2 separate regions of the Sus scrofa genome follow, and region 1 is linked to region 2. The links are chromatin contacts, called in public promoter capture Hi-C maps. All regions are on one chromosome and are shown on one strand. The core of a region is the stretch at or near the end of the contact, and the rest is flanking DNA. Distances in the headings are between cores, read along the strand shown.

Region 1 (4,267 bases), core at 850-3,349, 67 kb after region 2:
GTAATGATTTTAATTTTTTTTTTCCATTTTTGAGTCTTTAACCAAGGCTCGTGCTTAGACAGCAATATGGAGCAAGCCTGCAGTTTAATAAAATGACCAAATCTAGTCTCTTTTTAATCTGCTCAGTAACTGAGCTCCAGGGTAATCTGCAGAGCACACAAAAAAAGGGCTTTGGAACACACACTGTACACTAAAATGAATCAGGAGAGGGTATGTCAATTTTAACAGCAATTCCTATTTGCCTAGCCTTCCAACATCTGCCAGGGTTAATAATATTTAACCAGCCAACGGCAGTAGGGAACAGAAACAAAACTTTCAACACGGCTAAGTTTTCTTTTACAAACCTTTCTTCCCTTCAGAGATGCAGCTACCTTTTGGGTTGCAGTCACTCCATCAACATTGTTAATGCGGTATTCACAAAACACCGCGAACATTTTCCTCTTGCTTTTCAAGCAGCACTCCCGAAAAAACTTCTGAACGCTCATGCCCATCTGCCTCATTGGAAGGCATCCTTTTTAAGCCTTGCTGATACAAGAGAATTGAGCGATGTGGGATCACAGACGCGCACTACAAACGGTTTACAGGCAGCTCTCTTCCACCCAAAAAAGAAAAAGAAAAAAAAAGGGGGGGGAGGCAGAGGATGCCCTAGCCATACTTAAAACATTCAGAATGCTGAATCTGCTACTTTTGATTTAGCCTCCTATTGACTGTTTATGTCTACAAAGAAAAAAATTTCCATTGAGGGAAAACATTCTGGATTTTTTTTCCCCAAGCAATTCCTAACAGCAGCTGCTTTGTTCAAGTGGGCAAAAAAATGAGTGCCCTGGCTTAATTGAAGGCGCTCTGGTGACCTCCCTCCCTCACGCCATCCCAGTCATCTTCTTCTAAAATACCTAGTGTGCCCCATTTTAAGAATGTAACTGGACATGCTGGCCAGGCCAGACTGAATCATCTATTCAATGCAGGCACGTGACATAAACCAGTCACCTATTATCAGCCAAGCGCTTGACCGCAATGACCCTTCCAACCACCCCCGAGAGGATGCTAGTCCCATTCGACAGGTGAGGAAAATGAAGGCAGAGGGCTGGGCTCTCAAACTCGGACCCTCGGTCACAGGCTGCTTCGACTGTCCCCAAGCTTGCTGGTTCCTAAGTGCTCTCTCCGCAGGATGTGGAGGGCTTACTAGTTTAACCCTAGACGATGACTTTGCACCTTGACCAAAATCGGGCCTTTTCCAGGCTGGTGGCGAAGGGGGGCGTCCAGGGGCGCGAGCAGGTGAGACCCGCGTCCCTGGGGGGAGGGAGGCTAGCAAAGGCCTGGGGATCGGAAGCCGGGCTCCCCGGGCTCGCGCCGGGCGCGCTGCGGGGTGGCTCAGGCCTTCCCGGCGAAGGTGAGCACACCTTTCTCGGGCAGCCAGGGTCCCCCGGATCCACCCGAGCGTCGGCCGGAGCGGGGCCCAGGGCAGCGCCCAGGAGGCGCCGGGCAGGCGCACTTGGACAAGTTGGGAGGTGGGCGCCGGGGGACCGCGGGCAGCCGACGACCCCGGCCGCGGCGGACGAGCGGACCCCGCTCACCGCCCGCGTCGACTCCCGGGCCAAAGTTGGCGGCGCGGAGGGGCGAGGGGGCCGCCGGGGCCCGAGAGGGAACCGAGGGAGGGAGGGGTCCACAAAAGGCCCGAGGTAGCCAGCCCGCCCGCCGCCGTCCCCTCCGAGCCACCTCCACGGAACAAAGGGCTTCTGTTTCGGCTGCGTCCGCCCGGCCGCGTCCGGATTCCGAGGAACAGAAACTTTTCCCGGGATGCGGGAGCGGGGGCCCGGGGCGGGGGCGGGCTGGCGGGGCGGGCGCGGCGCTACCTGCGGCCGGAGCCGCCCGGCGAGGCCCGCGCGGCGCCGCTCACCTCCTCGATGGCGGCCACGGTGTTCCGGCACTGCGCCGTGCGCGTGGTGAAGCTCGAGGCCGTGGGCGCCTTGTAGTCCTCATGGGTCTCGGCCACGAATTCCGACACGGAGATCTGGTCCGGCATCGCCTCGACGCGCGGGCGGCCGGCCGCGGGGGAGCCGCCGCCTCAGCCGCCGCGCGGGCTCCCACCCGCCGCTCGGACGCCGCCGCCGCCGCCCTCGCCGCGCCCGCAGCTCGCCCGGCCCGCGGACAAAGGGAAGCGCCGGGGCGCGGGCCGCCGCCGCCGCCGCCGCGGGAGACGCACGAGCTGCCGCAGGGCGCAGGTCGGCCGCCCGCGGGGCCGGGCGGCGGGAGCAGGGGCCGCGCGCGCAGCCCCGCGCAGCTCGGGTCCGGCCCGTCCGCCCGCCGCGCCGAGGGCTCCGCCGCCGCCGCCTGCGCTCCCGAGCGAGCCCCGAGGCGGACGCGCACAGCCGGCGGGAAGTGCCCGCCACCCAGCCGCGGGCCCCGAGCGACTCCCGCGGAGAGGGGCGGGTCCGGGCCGGGGGCGGCGGCCGGCCGGGCGCGGGGCGGGGCGGTGCTGAGGGCCGGGCCGCCAATCCGCGCGCTCGCCGCCGCCGCCGCCGCCGCCGGGAAGCTGGGGCTGCAGGAAGGAAGGAAGGAGGCGCGCGCCCCGGCCCACCGAGCCGCTCGCCCGCCCGCCGCCGCGCGCCGCATTGTCTCGGCGTTCGGGCGCCCGCCGCGCGTCGGGGTTCGGGGTCGCGCCCCGCCGGGCCCGCGGAGCAGACGGGCCCGCATCCGACCCTGAGGGGACCCGCCCCGCCCTGGCCTGGACTCCCACCCGGGCTCCCGAGCGCGTGCCCGGCGGCGGCGGCGGCGCGCGCCCCCTCCCGGGCCGAGCCCGCGTCCGCCCCTCTCGTCCCTACCCCACCCCGGGCCTGGAGCCCTTCTGGGTGTCCCCCCGAAACCGCCGGGGATACCCGTCCAGGCGCGGGCGAACGTGTGAGCAGCTCGCCCCCTGCAGGACGCTGGGCTCGGCCGGGCAGATGCCTCCCGCCAGTTTGGGGTTCGGCAGGACAGGAACGAGAAATGACCACAGTGCTCTGGGGCGCTACGTATTGCCCCCCCCGCCACCCCCCCATTGTCACAACCTGTCAGGCGGGTAAAGAGAGGGCTATTGATTTTACACGGAAGACAAGCGGTGCTCCCGAGAGTACATGATTGAATGACCCGGTAGGGGTTCAAATCCATGTCCTCCTGGGGTGGCAGTCTGGGCGCTTCCAAGTACTTACAGGACCCCTGGTTAATGTCCCAGTCGTGTCTCCTTATCTCTTCCTGACAATCCTCCGTCCTTCTTGGTTAGTTGGAAATAGCTTTGGGGTACCAGGCCAGGACCCACTGTGGGAAGATAATAACCCTGAAGTGATACCCTGAAGGAAGTGGAGGGTACCCAGGCAGTGTGTGAGAGAAGCAGCAAGAACGTGCAGCAGAAGGGGGCAAAGCTCATCCATCCATAACTGATCCGGTAAAGAGTTTGCATCAGCACAGATTTTCATTGCACAGCTCTTAAGGAAACTCTCCCGGTTGTTTTTTAAAAATCTAGAAGCTCTGAAGACACTGGTCAAATAAAATCACACCCCATAACTCTACACCAGGCATGTGGCATGGTGTCTGTGGCTGCCAGCAATAAAACCAAGAGAAACTTTACAAAAAGCTTTTGTGCATCTGAATAGGAGGAAGTGTGAGAGACACTGGAAATTCAATATGTCAGACAAAGCAGTCGCCTGACGCTACAGGACAGTGGTGCAAACAATTTTTTTTTTAAGCTCCCATGTAAGAATTTGCTATATGAGGTGACAGTGTGGGTCAGACATTATGTATGGCCTTTGGTATTTTAGTAGCATTGCATATGAAATTTAGCGCTCTGAAATAACTGTATCAATGCACAGCTTTTATAACTGTGCTAGGCAATAAGCTACCACTTTTAAAACTAGCATCTCTGCTTCTATCTTCCCTTTAGGTTTTTTCACCCTTTTGGTGTAGGTGGTGATTTCCTCTATTTGCAACTTCCTACAATTCAAGTAGATACTATTTATATTAATGTGCCCTCTCTACACCAGATGGATTCTGATCCCTCCTAGGTAGTTTTCCAGCTACAGTTTTGTTGTTCTTCTTTGTTGACATCAGAGAGTATTCTCGGTAAATTTTGAAGTCCTGAGTTTTAGAAGACTAGTGTCTATCTGACCATGGATTTAAAGATGTAAGACGAGACAGTGGAGATTTTCCTTGGCCTCTAGAACAGCGTAAACCAGACTGATCCAGACTTTTTCTACAGGGACAAAGTCAAATTCTGTGTTCTTCTCAATACTGT
Region 2 (4,326 bases), core at 193-2,692:
CCTATGGGCTGAGACAGAGATTGGGAGAGTCTAGACTAAGAAAAGTATTTAGAATAAATATGAACTGGGATTTTTTTTTTTTTAAGAGGTCAGATAGCAGTCTACTATAAGTGGGAAAAATGGTAGAAACAGTTTCACAACAAATCATGACAACAACTCCTTTTGCAAACCTGTACACAAGACGTTCTAGCAGCTGACCGTGTTGTCATCTTCTTGAAAACTGGGAGGGACTTCCCATCGTGGCTCAGTGGAAACAACTCTGGCTAGCATTCATGAAAATGCGGGTTCAATCCCTGGCCTCACTTAGTGGGTCGGGGAACTGGCATTGCTGTGAGCTGCAGTGTAAGTAACAGATGTGGCTTGGATCCCGTGTTGCTATGGCTGTGGTGTAGGCAGCCCTTCAACCCCTAGCCTGGGAACTTCCATATGCTGTGGGTGTGGCCATAAAAAGCAAAAAAAAGAAAAGAAAAAGAAAAAACTGGGAGCTGGAGTTCCTGTAGTGGCTCAGTGGCAACAAATCTGATTAGGATCCGAGAGGATGCAGATTTGATCCCTGGCGTCGCTCAGTGGGTAAAGGATCTGGTGCTGGCGTGAGCTGTGAGATAGGTCACAGACATGGGGGCTGTGGCGTAGGCCAGCAGCTATAGCTCTCATTTGACCCCTACCCTGGGAACCTCCACATGCCACGGGTTCAGCCCTCAAAAGACCAAAAAAAAAAAAAAAGTATCAAAAACTGGGAGCAAACATAATATACTTGCTACTGGGTAAGCAAAGTACAGTTTTGTATACACGGGACACACTGATAAACTTTTGGCCCAGGCCAAGGTTTAAAGTCAGGGCTGGGGTGGGGTGTGTGTATTGAAGGTAATACTCTCAGGACCAGAGGCTTCAAGTGTCACCTGGGAACTTATTCAATTAACAAATACTCAGGAGCCATCCTGGATCTACTGAACCAGAAACTCGGGGGTAGCAACCAGCAATCTGTGTTTTAACAAGACCTCTAAGGGATCCTGGGGCGCTCAAGTTTCACAATCACTACTCTAAAACAAAGGTTGGCACACTTCTAAAAACCAGAGAGTAAATATTAAAGCCTTTGCCGCCCAAGAGGTAATGCTGAGGTCACTGGGTAGATATGCACTCAAATGTTAAAAACCACTCTTAGCTCACAGGCTGTAAAAAACACAGCTGGCTGCTCCAAGGCGTCTCACCCCCCCCCGCCCCCCGCTGTCACACGCATAAATCCATACAATCCTTTCATAGTAGAACACAGAGCCTGCCAGAAAACACACTGTTCACATCTAAAATGATAAGTTTAGCTGTCCTACGCTAAGAGGAGAGTGTGAACTTAGAGCAGGAAAAAAAACCAACACACAAATGAGTACTTAAGGGCCCCTCGTGTGCACCTGCCAGCCGCTCCGCCGGCCGCTGTGAGGAACAGACGGGAGGCCCACGTGCAGCTGCCATGCTCGCCAGGTGCCCAGAACCCGCCTGTCACTTTTTCACCTGCTCTCAGTCAGTCGTCACGGACCCGCCTATGAGTGATTAGTCCCCATCTTACATTCGAGGAAACCGAGGCTCAGGGAGATGAAGAGCTTTCCCAGAGTCGCAGACTTTCTGCGTGGCCCCACAGCACCCAGCCCCCGGAAGGGGTCACTGACCTCAGGGCCTGTCATCTAATCGGGGGCCAAGATCAAGGGACATAACAGTACGAGAGAACAATAAAGAGCGAGATACAGAGAGCGAACAGTGGCTGCGTTCTAGATACGCTTTCGGTGTGGGCTAAAGAGCAAAGTCAAAACGGATTCCACCTCCAAGCTGCCGATGAGGAAGGGAAGCGTGGCGGGAGCATCGGGTCCCTCCCCCCAAGGCAGTCCACGTCCTAATTCCTGGCCGCGGTCCACACCTGTCTGAGGTTGCAGATGGAATTCGAGTGGTTCATCAGCTCAACGTGAGACGGGAAGCTTATCCTGGATCGTCAGGAGGGCCTGAGGACTACAGGTCCTTCAATGTGGAGAGGGAGGCAGAAGAGTCCGAGTCTGCTGTAGACTAAACTGTCCCCTCCCCAAGCCTTACCCCGGGACGACGGCCCTGGGGCGGCCCTTCGAGAGGAAATTAGGTGTGGATGTGGTGGGGGGGGGGGCTTTCAAGCTGGAATTAGAGCCCAAATAGGAAGAGACCCCAGCCAGCCCACTGGCTGGAGCTTACACTCTGGCTCTTTCTCCACCAAGTCAGGGCACAGCCAGAACAAGGGCAGGCCAGCGCCCTGACCTCAGACTTCCAGCCTCCAGAACTGTGACAGACAAGCGTCTGGTATTTTGTTACGGCACCTGCGCAGACTGAGAAAGACTCCACCAGCCCTTGCTGGCTTTGAAGATGGAAGGAGGCCACGAGCCGAGGAAGGCAGGCCCCTCTAGGAGCTGGAAAAGGCGGGGCAACCTTCTTGCCTCCGGGAAAGAAGTTGGCCCCGACACCTTGATTTCAGCCCCATGAGACCAGTTCAGACTTCCAAGCTCCAGAGCTTGCAAAGTAAATCAGAGCCATTTTCAGGCATCCCGTTTGTGGTCATCTGTTACAGCAGCCACCGAAAACTGACACAAGACAGTCAAAGGAGGCTAAGGCTGTGTCTAGTCTCAGCCTGATGGAGCTGCCAGGCAGCTCTTTCCTGGGACAGACAGCGTGTGTACAGACCAGGAGCAGGGCCGGAGAGCAGACAGGGCAGACACACAGTCCTGCCATGCTCACAAAGCAGGGAGCCACTAGCCAGCCTGGGGCAGAGACAGACTGCGGAGACTGGGGGATCAACTAGAGGTCAGACGGGGCCAACCCACAACAGATGAGGAAACGAGGCAGAAAAGTCACGCTGGCACGTAAATTAAGGAACACGAGACAGGAAGAAGTATACAGCAGTGTGAGGCATAAATACCAAATTATCTGCACTGTTCTTTAATTTTTTAAATTTTTTTATTTTTTGTCTCTTTAAGGCTGCACCTGCGGCATATGGAGGTTCCCGGGCTAGGGGTCGAATCGGAGCTGTAGCCGCTGGCCTACACCACAGCTGCAGAAACGCCAGATCCGAGCCGAATCTGCAACCTGGACCACAGCTCACAGCAACGCCGGGATCCTTAACCCCCTGAAGCGAGGCCAGGGATCGAACCTGCAACCTCATGGTCCCTAGTTGGATTCATTTCCACTGCACCACGAAGGGACCTCCTGCACTGTTCTGTTAGTAATACATAAAATGAGGCTCCTTCCTCACGCAAGCAGTCGTCCAAGGATGTTAAACGCTCTAACGATGAAACCACTATGGGGAACGTCTCTTGGACCCAACTGCCTTCAGAGCCAGGAGGACGGCACAGCTACCACGCGCCGAGCCAACTGCGGTCGCCAGCGGCTTAATCCCTTACTGAAAACGCCCAGCTCATTTCTGACATCTAGTTCTAAAAAAAATTTAATCTATCCTTACTTTCCCCTACTAAATATATTCAAATGAGTGTGCTTCTAAAAGCGGTGCTAGAGAAGAGGTCCAAAGAGCTGGGGACGAGCCCGCCACCCCCCGAGGAAGGAGAGGGTCTCCTCGGGTGACCTGCGACATAGACAACGCTTCTGAAACCAAGACTCCAGGATCAGCCTTCTGGCTTCAAATCAAACTCAGGCTCACGGCCTTATAATAACTCATGCTTGGCACGATACAAAGATGGGCAAAAGATGACCAACCACAAAAACAGGGCCCCCCCGCAAGGTGGGGCTGCCGGTCAGCCTGCTGCGGGCGGCGCCTCGGGAGGACTGGGCTGGAGCCCCAAACGCTGCGTGACACTCCACAGAGCAAACGGCTCGCCCTCCTGAAGCCTCGGTTTCCTCCAACCAGGTGGCAAAATGCCACTTCAAGCAGACCGAAGAGCACGTGCAGAGGGAAGAGGGCACAGGCGGGGCACGTGGGGCAAAGGTCACAGAGCTGGGAGGGACCGTGCTCGGGGCAGCTGGTTCCCGGCGGTGCAGGGAGTGGGGCGGCCTCCGGAGTCCCCAGCGTTTGCTACCCTGACCCCGGGCCGGGGCAGCGGGGGTGGTAGGGAGGCAGTGGCAGTTTCGCAGGCAAATAGATTTGAAAAAGGTTACGCCCAATGTCCCCTCACAATCCACGTGAGCGTTTTAAGACCTCGGGCTAGTCCTGCAGGAAGCACAACCTGTTATCTGTGCTTTGGTCCAATGTCTCTAAAATCCTGGAGCCCAGGGGCCTCCCGCCTCTCTCCCGACGTCACACACCATGTGGACCATAAGAAACACGGCGGAGTTGTGAGCGGAGACGGTAACGTCGCTGGGGTGTGTTTT

The links. Promoter capture Hi-C pulls out the DNA fragments that hold promoters and counts their contacts.
Region 1: a promoter capture Hi-C map of liver shows a contact between it and region 2, with 5 times the contacts expected there. The contact joins the promoter of ASAP2 here to the enhancer-like site in region 2. A contact is called at or near these places in 1 of 5 promoter capture datasets (liver), 7 of 47 Hi-C or Micro-C datasets (fetal skeletal muscle, liver, mesenteric adipose tissue and 3 more) and 1 of 2 datasets of contacts at active chromatin or transcription factors (skeletal muscle).

The regions. Positions count from the first base shown.
Region 1 is chr3:127,080,848-127,085,114 of Sscrofa11.1, forward strand. ASAP2 (arf-GAP with SH3 domain, ANK repeat and PH domain-containing protein 2) reads right to left here and starts at 2,100. Exons shown (of 28, transcript XM_021087867.1): 1 at 1,898-2,100. The coding sequence starts at 2,023.
Region 2 is chr3:127,014,964-127,019,289 of Sscrofa11.1, forward strand. The region is part of intron 2 of ASAP2 (arf-GAP with SH3 domain, ANK repeat and PH domain-containing protein 2); the gene reads right to left. Among named protein-coding and RNA genes, the nearest start is that of ASAP2, 66 kb to the right of the region's middle. Within about 2 kb of position 1,443, at least 16 of the 83 cell types and tissues checked have an H3K27ac peak or open chromatin away from gene starts, as enhancers often do. A contact at or near this core is called in liver, where this site is marked.